2 separate regions of the Anser cygnoides genome follow, and region 2 is linked to region 1. A link is a contact called in public Hi-C data. All regions are on one chromosome and are shown on one strand. The core of a region is the stretch at or near the end of the contact, and the rest is flanking DNA. Distances in the headings are between cores, read along the strand shown. Region 1 holds the start of HHAT (hedgehog acyltransferase). Region 2 holds the start of UTP25 (UTP25 small subunit processome component).

Evidence for each region. Hi-C and Micro-C count contacts between places; a contact is called where the count stands out from the background.
Region 2: a Hi-C map of granulosa cells shows a contact between it and region 1, with 3 times the contacts expected there. The contact joins the promoter of UTP25 here to the promoter of HHAT in region 1. A contact is called at or near these places in 2 of 7 Hi-C or Micro-C datasets (granulosa cells and liver).

The regions. Positions count from the first base shown.
Region 1 is chr3:25,633,606-25,639,546 of Taihu_goose_T2T_genome, reverse strand. HHAT (hedgehog acyltransferase) reads left to right here and starts at 2,385. Exons shown (of 10, transcript XM_066993754.1): 1 at 2,385-2,541; 2 at 2,805-2,953; 3 at 4,561-4,628. The coding sequence starts at 2,833.
Region 2 is chr3:25,838,720-25,844,134 of Taihu_goose_T2T_genome, reverse strand. It overlaps UTP25 (UTP25 small subunit processome component), which reads left to right and starts at 1,583. Exons shown (of 12, transcript XM_013174084.3): 1 at 1,583-1,719; 2 at 2,643-2,682; 3 at 3,835-4,084; 4 at 4,854-5,063. The coding sequence starts at 1,616. LOC136790355 (a long non-coding RNA gene) reads right to left here and starts at 1,611. Exons shown (of 2, transcript XR_010830130.1): 1 at 1,048-1,611; 2 at 1-45.

The DNA of each region.
Region 1 (5,941 bases), core at 1,136-3,635:
GTCTTTTACTCCCCCACCCTGTCCCTTCACCATGGTCATGAAGAGGCCCTAGTAATTAACTGTTTTACAAGGAGCTCACCTCTGAAAAACCTCCACAAAAAGTCAATAGTAAGGGCCCTGTTAAAAGATCTGCGCTCTCTCCTTCTTAATTCTGGATTTTTTTTTGTTTTAGCTTCTGATGATCACATCTACAGTGGCATCACATAAGAAAGGGAGACTCAAAGAGCATTTGAACTTAATAGTTAAAAATCAACACTTCAAACTCAAGTGCATATATCAGCTTCAGAAGAAACGGAAATAAAAAAGGTGACGAGGACGTGTACTAAAGATGGGCTCTCTCTTATAGTGAGGCCTTGACAGATCTGCAGGAGGGTTGGCACTACGCCTCTCATCAAGGTGACAGCAGTCTGCCTTCCTGCTGACTCCCAGTCATGAAGAGAGACGTGGATCTCTTTGGCAGGTTGTTACCTCTGCACCCTGTAGTCCTTCTGGCAATGAGTAGGAGTGGTAAAAAAACCTCCAGCAGAAATGATACCCCGAGTTTGTCTTCCTCAAGTCCCAGGGAAGCACCTCCATCATCGTTCTGCCCAAACTGGATTGCTGCGTTTTGACTTTGGAGAAACCTGCACAGCATCAAACCACTTTCTTCATAAAAGGCAGCGTGCCTTGGGGGGGCTGACAGGCCTTTCAGGTGCTTAGATGCAGGTCAAGAGACTTTTAAAAAACTTCATATTCTTGTTGATCAAATTGTAAGTGGGGCTTTCTGGTATCACTTTTTAAGGTTTTGGCTTTCTAGTTCATCAACTGCCTGTCACTGACTATCGCAACAGCAGGATTCTCTTCTTATTCATGCCATCCAAAACTGTAAGGGCTGTGTCGGTATGTAGCTCATGCCAGCTATGTTCAACAGCTTAGTTTACAGCTAGTCTTGCAAAGTCATTCATTGAGATTCTTCTCACATTTTACTGTATAAAATCCGTTGAATAAATGTGGAAAGAAAAAAAAAATCTCATCTAATTTAGAAGTCCAGACAGGAAAATCTTCCAGATGGGACCATTGTCAGAGTTTGTTGGTGTTCTTGCTCAATTAGCTTGGCAGTGAACTTTATGAAAGCAGAGCTGCTTACACGGTCACAGAATATGCATGGCCCCCTGGATGTCACCACATAACTAATTAAAAATATGTCATTTTCAATGTAACCTGATGTACAAGATGTAACCTCTTCCCATTTTAAAGTGGCAAAAACCGCTTCTACACGCATACAGTTTGTATTATGCAGCCATCTAGAGGGCCTTCTCTCTGTACTGACTTCATGCTGTTGAAGAGAAACCACAAAACTGTAGGAAAATATAAGCTTTACTGACCCTTAGTGGCCAGAACTGCTACAGTACTGTGGGAATTTTTAAAAAGTTTTAACAGTGGTGGTGTTCTGGTGCTGTTATGTAAATGTTGTTATATTTTTGGGGGGAACCGGGGTTGTTTAGTCTGGAGAAGAGGAGGCTCAGGGGAGACCCCATTGCTCTCTGCAGCTACCTGAAAGGAACCTGTGGGGAGCTGGGGGTCGGCCTCTTCTCACAGATAACTAGTGATAGGACTGGAGGGAATGGCCTCAGGTTGCACCAGGGGAGGTTCAGGTTGGAAATGAGGAGACATTTCTTCTCAGAAAGAGCAGTCAGGCATTGGGACGGGTTGCCCAGGGAGGTGGTGGAGTCACCGTCCCTGGGGGTGTTCAAGGAAAGGTTGGACGTGGTGCTTAGGGACATGGTCTAGTGGGTGACATTGGTGGTAGGGGGACGGTTGGACCAGGTGATCTTGGAGATCTCTTCCGACCTTAATGATTCTGTGATTCTAAGTGGGCCACACAGACAATTCCACAGGAACAGCTGACTCCCGCTAAGAGGTGACAGGTAGGACAGGGATATAAAATGCCACCTGAAATTGGAGATAGGCGCTTTACATCCCTAAAGGCATCTCAGCCAGAAAGGGGAGCAAAAGTAGGTGAAAGCCATGGGCCAGGAAAGCGGTCTTGCGGCAGTGCCTCAGGCAATGTTCACCATACATCTATTGCATATTTCATGCTCGAAGAAGACGATGTTTCAGTGACTGAGTTACGTGATGACGAGAGGTGTAGCGCTCTAACGAACAGAGAAACGGCGAGACACGAGCAGCATCCTCCCAAGCACCGTCCCCAGAACGAAGCCGTTCAGCTCGCATTCTCAGACCACCCCATTTCACCGACAGCCCCTCTTCTCCCCGATCCCAACCCCCCCCGTCCTCCCAAAGCCCCCTGGGGGCTCCCTGGGCTCCTCCAGCCCGCGACGGGGAGCCCAGGCCCCGCTCCGGGTGCTTCCAGCGGCCGGTCCCAGGGCGGAGCCGCAGCCCCGGAGCCGGAAACGCGGCGGGGCCGGTGCAGGCCGCGGTGTCCGCTCCGCCGCCCGGCGGCCGGCAGCGGGGGCACAGGGACCGGGACGGGGGCAGGGGCAGGGCCGCCGGGCTCCTCGGAGCTGCCCCCGAGGTGCTGCCGCCCCGGCCCCTCAGCAGGTAGGGGAGCGGCTGCCGGGGCGCGGGGCTCTGTGAGGTGGCTGCGGGCGTGCCGCCGGCCGTGTGCCCCGCCTGCGGGCACGCGTGGGGAGCCGTGAGGCAAACCCAAACCCCAACCCTCGTGGGGAGGTGCTGCCGTGCTCCACGGAGGGCTCTGTCCGCCCGGAGCGCTCGCAGCATGCCGGTGGGTGTGCAGAGCGCTGCGGAGGTCCCGGGTGCCGAGCTGCCTCGCACCCGTCTTTGTTTTCCTTGCTGTTTTCAAGGGCTTGCTGCGGAGCTGCCGTCGGGGCGATGGACGGCGGCGCGGCTCCGGGGCTGGTGATGCTGCCGGCCTGGGAAATGGCCACCTACCTGTTCCTTACGGTTGGCTCCCACTTGTATTCTTTCTATGAAGTGCACCGAGTTTCTCAAAGTAAGTCTGCGGTGCCGGTGGCCTCACGTCTCCTGTGTTTCTGGCCCGTGGCTCGGCGTGGTTTGTCTGCACTGTTAAGTTTCTTCCTCGCTCCAAAAAGTATCAGTGCTTTTTCTGGCAGTAAGCTGGCAACGTGAAAGCAACCGCTAGCGAGGTGCCCGCTCTGCCAGGGGTTTGGTTCTGAGGCACATGAAGAGTTTGTGCCTAAAGCGCTGGGAATGCCCTCGGTGATGGCACCTTGGCACTCAGCTGTCAAAACAGAAGTGACGGACACCTTTGAAGCTCAGGGTTTCTTAGGAAAAGGGGCTGTTGGGCGCATTTCCCTTCATTTTGTAGGTGGTGGCTTTATTCTTTGCTTTCCCCTCAAGAGCAGTGAGACCGTGCTAAGGCAAATTTTAGTACATGTGGTGGAGTTTAAGACAGCGAGTGGTCCTGTAAAATTCAGAGATGTGTGTGTGCGTGGCAGAAGGGAACGACACATGGAGGCTCGGTAAGGACAAAACCTCTGTTAGAAGGGGCGGTGGAGGTGAGTGAGCCCCGTTTGTGGCTGGGATCCAGGAGCTGCTGACCTTGGGTGCACAGTTTAAGACCTTGCTCCTGTGGCTTTGATGCACAGTGTGGGCTGTGCGCCTCCCAGTGCATCACATTCATATGTTAATGGTAACAAAGTGGATATTACATAATTCAGGATAACACCTAGTTAGAGAATTGTGTACTGCATCGTGCTAGGTTTTAATTAGCAAGGTGTTTTGTGCTAACTAACCTTGCTGCCTTCCAACTGTGCAAGTTAGTGGCAGTAAAGCCAGAAACGCGCTCCCACCAAAGTGGGCAAGTACTTGATAAATGCACACTGGGGTATGCATGCGTTTTTGCAGAACCTCACCTGTGAAGAAGTCAAAATGCTTAGTTGAAACTGACTCCTGAGGCTTGTTCACTGAAAAGCTTTACTACATGCTCTTTGTTAAGTTGCCTTCACGTCCCATGTCTCCCTTTTCCACTAGAGGGAGATATCAAACAGTCCTAAAAGATAGGGAATTATAATTATTATAGGTCTCGTGGGTTAAATGACTCAAGCTCAGCTTTCTGTTGCATCAATCCTGCTTATTATTTTGGACTAATTATTGTTTTAAATTAATATTGTTTTTATCCAAGATGATAACTGTTCAGCTTAGAGGTGAAGAGGCGCTGGGGAAACTTAGGCAAGTGTATAAATACCTGATGGGTGGGGATGAGGAAAAGGGAACCAGAAAATGTTTCTTTAAGTGCATATTAGGGTTAATTCCCCCTGTTGCGGTGAATACGTGCAGGGTCTAGTGGTCGAGGCTGTTCAGCATTCATTATCCAAAGGCTCAGGATGAGCAGAGGTCAAAGTCCAGGAGCTGGCTATAGAAGGGCCTCTTGTTTGTGCCTACTGGGAAGGAGGAAATGGTGCTGGCTTCACGTCAGAGTTCCTTCCTTGCAGACATCTCCCCTTCCCCAGCTCTAAGCATCCACATCTGTGAAGAAGATGAGGGGAATTTGTTGCTATTTAGAAGCAGAGTGCCCTGTTGCTGACCCTTGCTTTTCTTAGGATTATGTCATTAGTGAAGATTTATTATTCTTTGCAGAATATGAAGGTGAAATTGACAGAAACTTTGGACTGGAACAAGGGACTCTGTTTTGGGGCCTTAAAAAGGTAGGATTAATGAATGTTACCAGCACTTTTTATTTTGTTGATTTGCTGCAAGCTTCTATCCTTGCAGTTCCTTAAAGTCCTCCTTCCGGTAAGTTGATGTGTTGAGCAGTGCTTTGCTGAGAGGCAGAGATCATAGAACAATTTACTGTGCTCCTTATTGGGCTGTTCTTTCCTGTGATGGTACTTTGTAAGGAAACTTTACTTCGGAGTGTTTTGATGTTGTTTCTGTTTTGTTGACACATTTTTCTCCCGCCGTAGCCAAACTCCCATAGACTCCAGAGTCCAAAGCTCTGTGAAGAACAAGAGAAAAAACTCAAAGCATAGGCACTGTGTATTTTTTTATACACAAATAAGCAGATAAGTGCCTCCAAGATGAGAGATACCATAGTACTTAATCTGCTTTTTCTAATGTTCTACCCTTTGTGGGATCAAGCAGGTTTATTTTTCTTGGAGGGGTGGAGTGATATAACATAAGCACTGTTAGTTTCTTGTTTCCAGCACATTTTCCTCTGTGACCTAGGCTAACCTTGAACTACCTTTCAATAACATGGAAATAATGCTAACAAAACAGCTCCAAAAGTGCCTTTTGTTCACCAGAGGTACAAATTTAGCCTCAGAAATTCATAGTAACTTTACAGATTTTCACAGTCATAGTTAATTTCCTTTGTTTATTTGTAACGAGGAAAAAGATTTGCCAGGCATATCTAGATTTAAGCACCATAATGGCAGTTTTTTTCTGGTTGCTGGTCTGAGTGTTTCTCGTTAGCAATATCACTTAATAATCTTCTGTGCTGCTACTTGGCCTTCACAGCTTTGATCATCCTTTACATTTTCTCCAGCCTTTTTTCCATTTTTCATATCATTTGGTTGTTTGGGTAATGTTCACTGATGTTACACAATAGTTGCACCGTTGATTGACCTGTAGTCCCCCATAGAGGAGAACAGATTTTGAAGCATTAATGTTTAAAGAAACATGTTTTTGTTTTAAGGCAAACTAAATCCCAGATAACACACCCCACTTCTTTTTGAAGAAAACTAACCATGCAACTAATTTTGAAGGTGATTTAAACGAAGCCAAGAATGCATATCTGTGGAATTATTTTGTTATATAGGCCCACCGTTACCATTGGTATGGGCCCCTCTACAGGTGCTTTCAAGAAAGCCGTAAAATAGTCTGGAGATTGGAAGCATATGAGATGCTGAAACTAGGCGTAGTCATGCAGGCAGCTGTGTGTGTTTGTGAGTCCTAACTTTTAGCAGGGAAATGGGGGCTGCCAGCTGATCCCTTTTATCTAGTTTAAAATGACATACGC
Region 2 (5,415 bases), core at 334-2,833, 210 kb before region 1:
TGCTGTCTCAGCTGCCACACTGTAGAAGTCAATAAGCAGCAAGTACTGCAACATGCAAATAAACCTGTTAGGTGGGGACAAAACCTTTTTTTCTTTCCACACTTCTGACAGAGAGAGGATTGATTGGCAATATTTTTCCTCTTAAAGACTGTGGCTGCCAAATCTAGAGAAAAACTACTGGTCAAAAATCAGTTATGCTAGTCAATGTTGTTACATGATGTAGTGGCTTTGACAGAAGCCTACTAAAGACATTTCCACCACTGGAGCTCTCAAGTATGTCATTTTACACGCTGTGGGGCTACTCAGTGAGTAGCAGACCAGACTATAGCAGAATGGCCTGGATTAAGACAACTTCTCCACACCAGGATTGGTTATCTTTCAACTCAGACAACTTTCCGGGTTGTATGTAATGGGAAGACAGTGGTATTAATAACACAGGAGTTGACAAATAACTACAACTTAAGTGTCCTTCCTAGTTAAGGAAAGTAAAAGTGTCATGAAACGTACCGTCCAGCTCCTGGGGGCTTCTCCTTAACTGGAATGCGGTTCATACTTCCTAGCCTCAGTCAAATCCATGGATGCTCTCAAATCAACACAGACTACCGAGATGTTATAGTCACTACCATTTTTCCCTGAAATTATTCACGCCCCCATCATAGTTGGGATTACCTTGCCTCCACTTCCCTTTGGTACTCTTTTCTCCAGGAGATGAACTGAAATCTGCTGTGTGCGCTTTACAGGAGAGACTGGCAGTGTGGGGCAGTGTCCTGCATTATAACTCTAGTTGTAGCCCCTCCTGCCCGAGGTAGAGCAGTTTCTGCTAGGCCAGACAGAAATCAGGAGATATGAAAGAATATGAAGTATTTTGAAACAAAGAATCGAGTGTGAATTGAGATTCTCATTTGAAATAATGTGAAGCAGATTCAGGGGAAGTCTGTGTCTAGAGGACTGGAGCATCTGTTGTACGAGGACAGGCTGAGAGAGCTGGGTCTGTTTAGCCTGAAAAAGAGAAGACTGAGGGGAGACCTCATCAATGTGTATAAATACCTGAGGGGAGGGTGTCGAGAGGATGGAGCCGGTCTCTTTTCAGTTGTGCCCAGTGACAGGACGAGAGGCACCGGGCACAAACTGCAGCCCAGGAGGTTCTTGCTCAATATGAGGGGGCACTTCTTTACTGTGAGGGTGACAGAGCACTGGGACAGGCTGCCCGGAGAGGTTGTGGGGTCTCCTTCTCTGGAGATATCCAAAACCCGCCTGGATGCCACCCTGCGCAATGTGCTGTAGGTGATCCTGCTCGGCGGGGACTGGGTCATCTCCAGAGGTCCCTGCCAGCCTCGGCCACCCTGTGAGTCTGGCAGGTTTTCGGGCAGCGCAGCAGCGGCTCTGCTCGCAGCAGCAGCGCAGGGAGCGGCGCCGCGGGCGATCGCGGCGGCCCTTCAGCTTCACGGCCTCGGATGTCTCCGCACCAGGGCCTTCTCCCGGCTCTCCTCCTCCTCCTCCTCCGCCGAGCTGGGGCAGGGCTTTCCCCCAGCGGGGCGCTGCGCACCGGGGGCGAGGCCGGCAGCGCGACGGCGGCGCCTGACGGCCGGGCCGTAAAGGCGGGCGGGAGGGCGGCATGGGGAAGCGCGGCAGCGGCGGGAGGGCGGCGGTGCTCGGCCTGAGCAAGAGGCAGAAGAAGCACCTGAAGGAGTTCGGGGAGGAGCACCCCTTCTACGACAAGTGAGTGCCCCCGGGGCGGCTGGGGGTCCCGAAAGGCGAGGGGAAGGCTGGAGAGGCGCGGCGGAGCCCTCCTGTAGGCAGCAGGGAAAGGCAGCGCCCGCAGGGTGCGCTCTGCTCGGCGGCGGTCACCAGCGCTGCGCTCGGCTTCCCGTGGCAGGCGTCTTCTTCCCTGCTTGGTAGATCGGTATTTAGCGCAGCAGGTAGGCTCTTGCCCTGGTCGGCTGTGTTGTACGAAGGGCCTTTAAAAAACGCCGAGCAGGTTTGGTGCCTGAGTTCTGGGTGAGGCAGCAGCCAGAGGATGCTCTTGGTAAACCCAAACCTCAGGTGTTGCCTGCTGCATCTGCTCCTCCAGCTGAACAGTCACCCTTATCAGTGTGAACTCATCAGTATTCTAAGCTGAACTTCGTCCTTGTCAGCTCTAGTGATCCCTCACACTTGCCTAACTTCTGTGATCCTTTAAAAGTTTTCCTGCAGCCCTTCCTTCCAGGTAGCTCTGACCTGGCCTTTCTCCTCTGAGAAGAGAGGAGTGAATTTCCTTCCGAGTCTTGCCAGGTACAGGTTGTCCTGCAGGAAGTTCTTCACTTTAGGCGGAGCTTTTCCAGTGTTTATACCCTTGTGGGTGTGTATATAATAAACAGCCTTCTGTTTAAAGCCAGATTCTGCTTTAAAATATTTCTCTTTTTGATCATTTATACTCAGGCTTCATTTATAGGCCGTAGCATCAGCTGAGAGAGAAACCTCTCAGGGTGAGCACTGAGTCTGCTTTCTTAGGGACAATGGTGTGATGCTTTGGTTTTAAGCTTTCTCTTAACTTCTCTAAGACTCGTGTGATTCAACAATTTCTTCTCCCCCTCATCTGTTTTTATCCTGTGCATAGTATCATTGACAGAGTAAAATACTTCAATCCTTTTATTTTTTTTCAGGGTTTCTGGAAGACCAGAAGCAACTCAGATCTGTGAACTGGTAATCTATTTTTGTTTCTTCCTCACTTGCATCTTTGTATAGTTCAGTGAACTGAAACGCTGAGCATTTTGCATTGTTCAGGCTGATCCAGTTGTTCTGTTTTAGAAAACTTGCTTCTTAGGAGGAAGAAATGAATGATTTTTGTATGCCTCTGAATTGTTCTCTGTGGTGTCAAACCCATAACGTGAGACATCAGAAGAAGCAGGATATAATATTGCTATTCTTGGTTGGTTCTGTTTTTCTTCACGTTACTTAATCATGGTGAAAAGTAAATGATGCTGTAAGTTGTTTTAATAATACTAATAAAGTTAGTGGTGCGTGAGTTAGGGGATGAGATGTTTTGTTCTCTGTTGAATGAAGAAATATGTTCATGCTCGTTCCCCTTCTTCAAATTGCCAATGCTTTAGTTTTCTTTCGGTTAACTTCCTTTATTGTCCGATTAATTAAAGAATTCAGAGTTTCAGTCTGGAAAAATAATTAGTTACATTGTCCACTTGTTTCCTTAAGCACTTAATGCATTAATGTTGTATATACTGAGTGTTCACCTTGGGCTGAAAGAACATAAAAAAGAAGCAAATGGTTCTTTGCTTGTACTCCTGGTTTCACTGTAATTCTGACTATAACCAGGCATGTTGTGGTTGGTTTGTACAAGCCTGGGGCAGAACTGGCTCTTAGAGTCTAGCTTGTTTGAAGCTTCGAGCTTAGCGCTGAGCCAAACCCGACCAACTCCTTGGTGGACTTCTGTCAGCTGAAGGTTATTTCACTTACTTCCCTGAAAGGTGGAAGCATTTTCTGCTTGTATGTGTGCCCTTCTACAATTTTTGTTGTGTGCATGGTTTTCCTAGGAAAATCCAGGGCCAGTTTGTCTGCGGAGAACAAATGTACTGACTCAGCTGAGCCTAAAAGAACCAAATTTTGAGATGCTCAGACTCAAATCAGTGCAGAATGAGGTACTAGGGCCTAGGTCTACCAAGATGCTTTCAAAATCTAGATGGAGGTGTCCAGCGTAACTATTTACATAAAATGGAGATCTTTGATAAGTCCCACTGCATCTGCATAGGGATAGAATGGGAAGAGGAAAGTGTAGCATGGGAACTAGAGGTGAGCGTGTTCATATGCTGCATAATAGAGTGTTACTGTTTTCACTTTTAGTCTGACAATTCTGATAAATCAAGCGCAGAAAGCGATTCAGAGATTGAAGTGGAACCCGTCCCTGTGTATCACAAGCTACTGGCTACCCTGAAGACCTCTCCTGAGTCTGAGAGTGAGGACGAGGAAGACGAAAGTGAATCGGAAGAGGCTGGGGAGAGCGAGATAGAGTTGGGCAGCGAAGGCTCCCAGGAGCCCGAAGAAGCAGACGGTGGTGAAGAAGACAAGGATGAAGTACCAGCCCAGGAAGAAGGTAGGTTGCCTTTTCCCTTACTCTGGTAAACGTTGCTTCAGTTAGAAGGTTTGAGTAATGCCTGTTCTTAGCCAGGATCCTGCTGGTTGGCTGGGTGCTCTGCTGGCTGGGGGGCTCTGTTGCTCCATTGCCTCTTTGTGGGTGGGAGCAGCAGCTGCCGGAGGGTTTTGCGGGGCGGAGGGTAGCTCTGCTCATTTTCCGGCAGGCAGCCCGCTGCTTCGTCCTCAGATGTTGTTTGTGCGGCAGCACAGGGGAAATCCACATGGAGCAGCATACCAGGGGTTCTCACCCACTCGCTGGGAGACGCAAGCTGTTCTCTCACACAGCATCTGGTTTGGCTGCTGCCACTGCGAGGAGAGAAAGGTTTGCCTCACAGCAGAGGAAAGTATATTTAAAATACAAGGAAACCTCCTCCCTTATGACGAGGCAGCCTCATTCATGAAGTCTGCAAAGAAATTCTGAGAGAAGGAGTCAATTTTTTTTATTTTCAGTTTTAGGTAATCAGAAACTAAAACTTGTGCTTTCTGAATAGGTTATTCCTTATATTTTCTCTGGGGAAACATGTTTTGTATTATTTAACATTTGGCATGCTAGCCAGCCAAAGGTTATTTCTTTTTTCCAAAATGTAAAACACAAAGCCCATTTTTATCTTTTTGCATACAGTATTTGGAGAAAAAGTTTGTCTCCAAGTGAACAACATAGCCAGCCAGAGGTAGCAATCAGCAATAACTTTTCCAGAAGATTATAACCTGTTTCTCTCTCTAACAAGTCACGGCTAAAGACACAGCAGAAGAGGCACTTGGCGAGGAGCAGGATGATGGCGTGGATGCCTCTTGTGACCTAAGTCATGGAGCAATTGAGTTTACCGATGTGAAACATGAATCTGAATTTAGCTTGGAAACCAATTTCATGGAAGAGGAGAGTGGAGATTGCGATGCGGACAAGAAAGAGAGCAATTCTTCACAAGCCTTTTCACAAGGTAAAACGTAGTATGCTTTGCTTAGTGATCTGCCTCTTGAGGAGTATCTGTACCGTGTAAATTATCAAATTCCTTAATGAGATGCTGTATAGCTTCTGAGTTCTCTGGCTACGTGATTCATTGCGTTGCCCACGTGTGAGCCTGTTGCATAAGGGACACTTAAAGCTGATGCAGGCACGCAGATGAGCCGCTCGTTTCCTGCAGCGCCTGTGGACAGGGATTTGGATTTGTTTCTGCTGTGACTTGTAAAGCCTGAAATACCAGGAACTAGAAATGTGCGTGGAGGGGGTTGTCTTCTTCTAACGTGTTAATGGTAGTTAAAAAAGCTGGTGCAATGTAAAGGGTCCTGCAA